Linked DNA regions of Ovis aries: region 1 is linked to region 2. The links are chromatin contacts, called in public Hi-C maps. All regions are on one chromosome and are shown on one strand. Each heading gives the region's core, a stretch centred on a gene start, on an enhancer-like site or on the middle of the called end of the contact. The rest is flanking DNA. Distances are from core to core; before and after follow the strand shown.

Region 1 (2,940 bases), core at 253-2,752, 190 kb before region 2:
ACGTTATCCAGGCATAGACAAACTTTATTGAAGAAATACTTATGGATTGTGTTTAATGCATAGACCTGTTAGTTAAGTGAAGCTCAAGTACTTCATCATGAAACACTTATTAGCTGCACTATCCTGGGCAACTTACTTCTTGATTCTGAACTTGTGTTCTTGCAAAGGTAGGTGGTCCTCAATAAATGCCAGTGTTCCTCCTATTACACATCTGGTGTTGTAGTAATAAGGTTTCTTTTCAGCCCACCTAGTAAGGCATAAGTTTCTTAAACTCAGGAGACTATGTTCCATTCATCTTCACCATTGTTTCCATTTTTAAAACCTATTAGTATAATAGTTGCCATTCATGGCACTGCTGTTGGAGAAGGAAACGGCAACCCACTCCAGTATTCTTGCCTTGGAAATCCCAAGGACAGAAGAGCCTGGCCGGCTGTAGTCCACGGCAGACACGACTTAGCGGCTGAACATCTCGGTACGGCTGTACTCATTCTGGTGCCTGGCAAAATAACTTGCACAGTATATGATACACAATAAATAAATGAATGGTTTGTTGTTCATTCCAATTAAGCTGTTAGCGTCTCAAAGGCAGAAACCACCCTTAAGTTTAGAGTACACATCTGAACTCCGCCGAGCATCTATTTAGGTCAGAGTCTGGACATGGTTTAAGTGTTACACTGTTCCCTGAAAAGACCTGTGAAGTGAAGTGAAGTGAAGTGAAAGTCGCTCAGTTGTGTCCGACTCTTTGCGACCCCATGGACTACACACAACATGACTAACACACCACTGGGAGAAGGCAATGGCACCCCACTCCAGTACTCTTGCCTGGAAAATCCTATGGACAGAGGAGCCTGGAAGGCTGCAGTCCATGGGGTCGCTGAGGGTCGGAAACTACTGAGCGGCTTCACTTTCACTTTTCACTTTCATGCATTGGAGAAGGAAATGGCAACCCACTCCAGTGTTCTTGCCTGGAGAATCCCAGGGACGGCGGAACCTGGTGGACTGCCGTCTATGGGGTCGCACAGAGTCGGACACGACTGAAGTGACTTAGCAGCAGGGGTCGAGAAGGATGCCAAGACTCCTGGTAATGCAGATTGCTGGGACTTTTGGAAATAGCTGATAAGTAAGTATTTGCTAAATGACCATGACTATTTGGCCAAGAGTCTTCCTGCCTCTCAGTTTTCCTGTCTTTCTCCAACTCATTGATGCTATTCTGCCTCTGCCATCACACGACGCATACGTGTTTCCTGGGATACATAACTCTTCTGAGAAGGAAAAACAATGACCATGTGGCTTTGAGACTTCTAGGCCCAGGGTTCCCTCAACAATTGATGAGGCAACCCCTATGGACATCCTGGGTCGGGGATGGCGCTCCTTAACGTAAAGGCAACATCCGCTACCCGCCTCCTATGTCCCAGTTCTGGACCTGGATTCACCTGAGAGCCTGGGCCCAGTCGCTCTGAATCCTCAAAGGTACCGCCATCTTGGCCCGCCTCCACCAGCCCGCCCCTTCCGCTCTCTCCCGGAAGTGGATGCCCCACAGAGCCTACGTCGAGAACGAAGGGCGGGATCTACCCGAAAAGCCGCTAATGGAAATACGTGATGTATTCTCCTTCTCTCCCCGCCCCTTTGCGCGCGCGCTCCTTGCAGGAAGCTGGTTCCTGACCCGAGGTTTACTGGGTAATTCGGTAGAGTTACAGCTGCCTGCGAAGCCGACGCCGCTGTGCAGCAGCGCGCGTTCGAGTCCTCCTGTCTGCCTGTTCGGTGAGCACTGTGTGCCGCGATCTTACGCGGTGAAGCCTAGCGGGCACAGCGCGGGCTCGCGAGTGCGCTTGCGTCCTCTCCGGAAGGTGGTGGTTTTAAGTAACTTGGCCGCTTGGGTTTTTCTGCTTACCCATCCTTTCAGTGCCTTCTTAGTCCAGGCTGGCCTTCGCGAACCAACTGCCGACCTTCCATCCTGCCCTGGTCTCTGAGCGAGGGTCTTCCACTTTTTACTCATGAGAGACTGAAGCCAGGTTGAGGTGGGGAATTAAGTCCTTTCGTAGCCCATGCACTTGTCCCTTATTAGCATCTTATTCCTTGCGGTAAAGTGAGTTAAATATTACCTTAAGAAGGAAGGAAACTAAGGGATTTCCTCTGTGGTCCAGTCGTTAAGATTGCCCTTCCGCTATAGGGGACACTATATAGTTCGTTTCCTGGTAGGGGAACTAAGATCCCACATGCCAAAAAAACGGGGGAAAAAAAAAAAAAAAAGGAATGCACGCTAAGGCTTGCGCATAGTAAAACGAGGTGCCAGTATTTGAATCCGGATTTCTTGGCTTAGAATCCACGGCACTGTTCTTTCCACCATATTGTTTCAAGAGGCTTGCCCTTGCCTTTAAAGAGCTCAGTATATTTAGAAAGAAGAAACATGTATAGTAATAGGAGTTATCATTTATTGAACTCTGGACGTGCCAGGCTCCTTACGTGCATTATCTCATTTAGTTTTCAGTCCTGTGAGATAGATTTGATGTGTGTTTTTCAAGAGAGATTATAAAGTGTAATTTGCTCAAAGCATCCCAGTGAGTCAGTGACCAGGCTAATTTTCCAATCCAAGTTTGTTTTCGAAGCCCATTTTCTCCCTCCTCCCTTGCCTTCAAAGCAAATGAATTTTGTGTAGGGCCAGTACTCTTGCCTGGAAAATTCCATGGACAGAGGAGCCTTGTAGGCTACTGACTATGGGGTCACAAAGAGTCGGACACGACTGAGTGACTTAACTTCACTTAACTTATAGAGTTCTTGGGCTCTCCCAGTGGCTCAAAATGTAAAGAATCTGCCTGTAATGCAGGAGATCTGGGTTCAATCCCTGGGTCAGGAAGATCCTTTGGAGAAGGAAATGGCAACTTGCTGCAGTATTCTTGCCTGGAGAAATCCATGGACAAAGAACCTGACGGGCTACAGTCC
Region 2 (2,700 bases), core at 158-2,657:
TGCTTATGTTTTTGGTGTCATATCAGAAAAATCCTTGCCAAATCCAATATCATGAAGATTATTTCTTACGTTTTGTTCTAACAGTTTTATAGTTTTGCTCTTAAAGCTTAGATCTTTGATCAATATGAGTTACTTTTGTAAATGACATAACATAAGGGTCCAACTTCATTCTTTTTAGCATATAAATACTGTTTGCATAGCAACATTTATTGAAGACTGTCCTTTCCTCATTGAATGGTCTTCATACTCTTGTTGAAAAGTGGCCATATGTGTGAGGGTTTATTTCTGTGTTTTCTGTTGTGTGTCTGTCCTTATGCATTACCACACTGTTTTCATTACTGTAGCTTCGTGGTATACGTGGAAGCCTCGAAGTGTGAGTCTTGCTTCTTTGTTCTCATCACTTTGGGTAGTTTGTCATCTTAAGTTTTACAGTCCATGAACACAGGATGTCTTTTCTATATTAGTCTGTTCAGACTGCTGTAACGAAATACCACAGACTGGGCAGTTTATAAACAACAGAAAATTTACTGCTTACGGTTCTGGAGACTGAGAAGTCCAAAATTAAAGCACCAGTGTGATCACCTGGCGAGGTGCTAGTTCATTGCCATAACCTTTTTTTCAGTGAACTCACAGGGTGAAAGGTGTGAGGGATCTCTCTGGAATCCCTTTTATAAGTAGTCCTGTTCGTGAAGGTTCCACCCTCATGACTTAAGCATGTGCCAAAGCCCTATTTACTAATACCATCATCTTTTGGAGGATTTAAGGTATAAAATTTTGGAGGGACACAAACTTTCAGACCATAGCTTTCTTCCCCTGGCCACCCAAAGTCCATATCCTTCTCACATGAAAAATACATTCATTCCATCCCAGTAACCCCCAAATCTACCTGTTCAAGTACTGACTCTAAAGCCTAAATCTGTGAAATTGTTAGTCACTCAGTCGTTTCTGACTCTTTGCAACCCCATGGACCGTAGCCTGCCAGGTTCCTCTGTCCATGGAATTCTCCAGGGAAGAATACTGTAGTGGGTACCCACTCCTTTCTCCAGGGGATCTTCCTGATCCAGGGATTGAACCCAGGTCTCCTGTATTGCAGGCAGATTCTTTACCGTCTAGGCCACCAGTCTCATCCAAATTAGAAATGGGTGTTGACCTAAAACAGATAAACTGCGAGTTACTTCTCCAGGTGGGGGAAGAAAAGGCTTTATTCAGAATCAGCAGAGAATTGCAGTTTGGGATCTGCAACTGTGGCAAGTCCCTGCGTGGCAAGGGAAGGAGAATGGTTTATTAGTGAGGAAAAGAAGGACTGTGAGAAAGTTCATGGCTTTTCATTGGCTAATTCCTTGCCAGGAAAGACTATCATTGCAGAGTCTGAGAGCTCCCTCTTCTGGTCTCCTGACTCTGACGCTTCTGTTGATTAATTTTTTTACATGGGTGAGATTCAGTGTTGATTGAACTTATGAACCCATTAAGTCAAACAAGTTATGTGCTTCCAGAATACAATGGTGGGACAGGCATAGGATAGACATTCCTACTTCAAAAAGGAGAAATAAAGGAATTCCTTTGTGGTCCAGTGGTTAGGACTTCATGCTTTCACTGCCGAGGGCCCCAGGTCAATTCCTGGTCAGGAAACAGATCCCACAAGCCACGTGGCATGGCTAAACAAAAGAAGAAAGGGGTAACAAGTCCTAAGCAAGTCCAAAACCCTAAGGTACACTGGGGCAGGGACCTGCACTTTGGACCTACTGGAGTGGCCACACCCCAGCTCTTGTGGGTTGGAATCTTGTGCTTGTGGCTCTGGAAGTGGAATCTCACACTCAAAACTGGCTCTACCAGTTTGGGGGTTTGAGAGCAGTCCCACCCCCACAACTCTTCTGGGCTTTGCCATCATAGGAGCTCTCTGCTGTACCCTAAAGTGGTTCTCTGATGGGGTTGCACACCAGAGGCCCAGAAGGGTCCATTCTTTGGAATCTGGGTGGACAAAGCTGGCTACACCTCTGAAAGAGCTGCCACCATGGCCTGCACTACACCAAGGGCAGCTGCGGGGCTAGATGCCAGAATTAGGGGATCAGATCCTGCAATGTGAAAGGGTACCAGGCAGCAGAAGCCTCTCCTTTGGAATTAATCTGTCCTTATATGCCCTTTCAGTTTGGGACAGTGATGGCAATGCCTTTGGGGTCATTCTTCTATCGCCTTGGACAATAGGTCCTGTCTTTAGATGACCAACCAATCTCCCCATTGTCTAGAATAGCTCCTAGCTTCTGTTGAAATGGTAGCTCCATATAAATCTTACCAAATCCTGCCACACCCTTTGTATTCTCTCTTAAATGAACTCTCTTATTCAATATGAATAGGCTGAGAATTTTTCAAATTTCGAGTTCCTGTTTCCCCTTTGATTAAGAATTTCACCTTTTTATTATTTTCATTTTCATTTCACTTCAGTGCACCACGTGGCATCAGCTCTCTTAGTTCCACTCACAGGGATCAAATCTGCACTCCCTGCAGTGGAAACACAGAATCTTAACCCCTGGACTGCCAGGGAAGTCCTAAGAATTCCACCTTTTAAATCATTTCTCTCTCCTCATATGTTAAAAATGAAACAACAAACCCCAAATGGAGTCACTTGAGCTAAGCCACAAGTCAACAGGACTTAACCTAACCTAATTGCAGTTTCAGCTTCTTGGAATGTGACCTTTAACCACT

Evidence for each region. Hi-C and Micro-C count contacts between places; a contact is called where the count stands out from the background.
Region 1: a Hi-C map of liver shows a contact between it and region 2, with 3 times the contacts expected there. The contact joins the promoter of PAAF1 here to the enhancer-like site in region 2. A contact is called at or near these places in 2 of 16 Hi-C or Micro-C datasets (hypothalamus and liver).

What each region holds. Positions count from the first base shown.
Region 1 is chr15:52,059,085-52,062,024 of ARS-UI_Ramb_v3.0, reverse strand. It overlaps PAAF1 (proteasomal ATPase associated factor 1), which reads right to left and starts at 1,502. Exons shown (of 13, transcript XM_042232752.1): 1 at 1,434-1,502. LOC101104176 (cytochrome c oxidase assembly factor 4 homolog, mitochondrial) reads left to right here and starts at 954. Exons shown (of 2, transcript XM_042232755.2): 1 at 954-1,120.
Region 2 is chr15:51,871,863-51,874,562 of ARS-UI_Ramb_v3.0, reverse strand. No RefSeq gene overlaps it. Among named protein-coding and RNA genes, the nearest start is that of PLEKHB1, 24 kb to the right of the region's middle. Within about 2 kb of position 1,407, at least 18 of the 54 cell types and tissues checked have an H3K27ac peak or open chromatin away from gene starts, as enhancers often do. A contact at or near this core is called in liver, where this site is marked.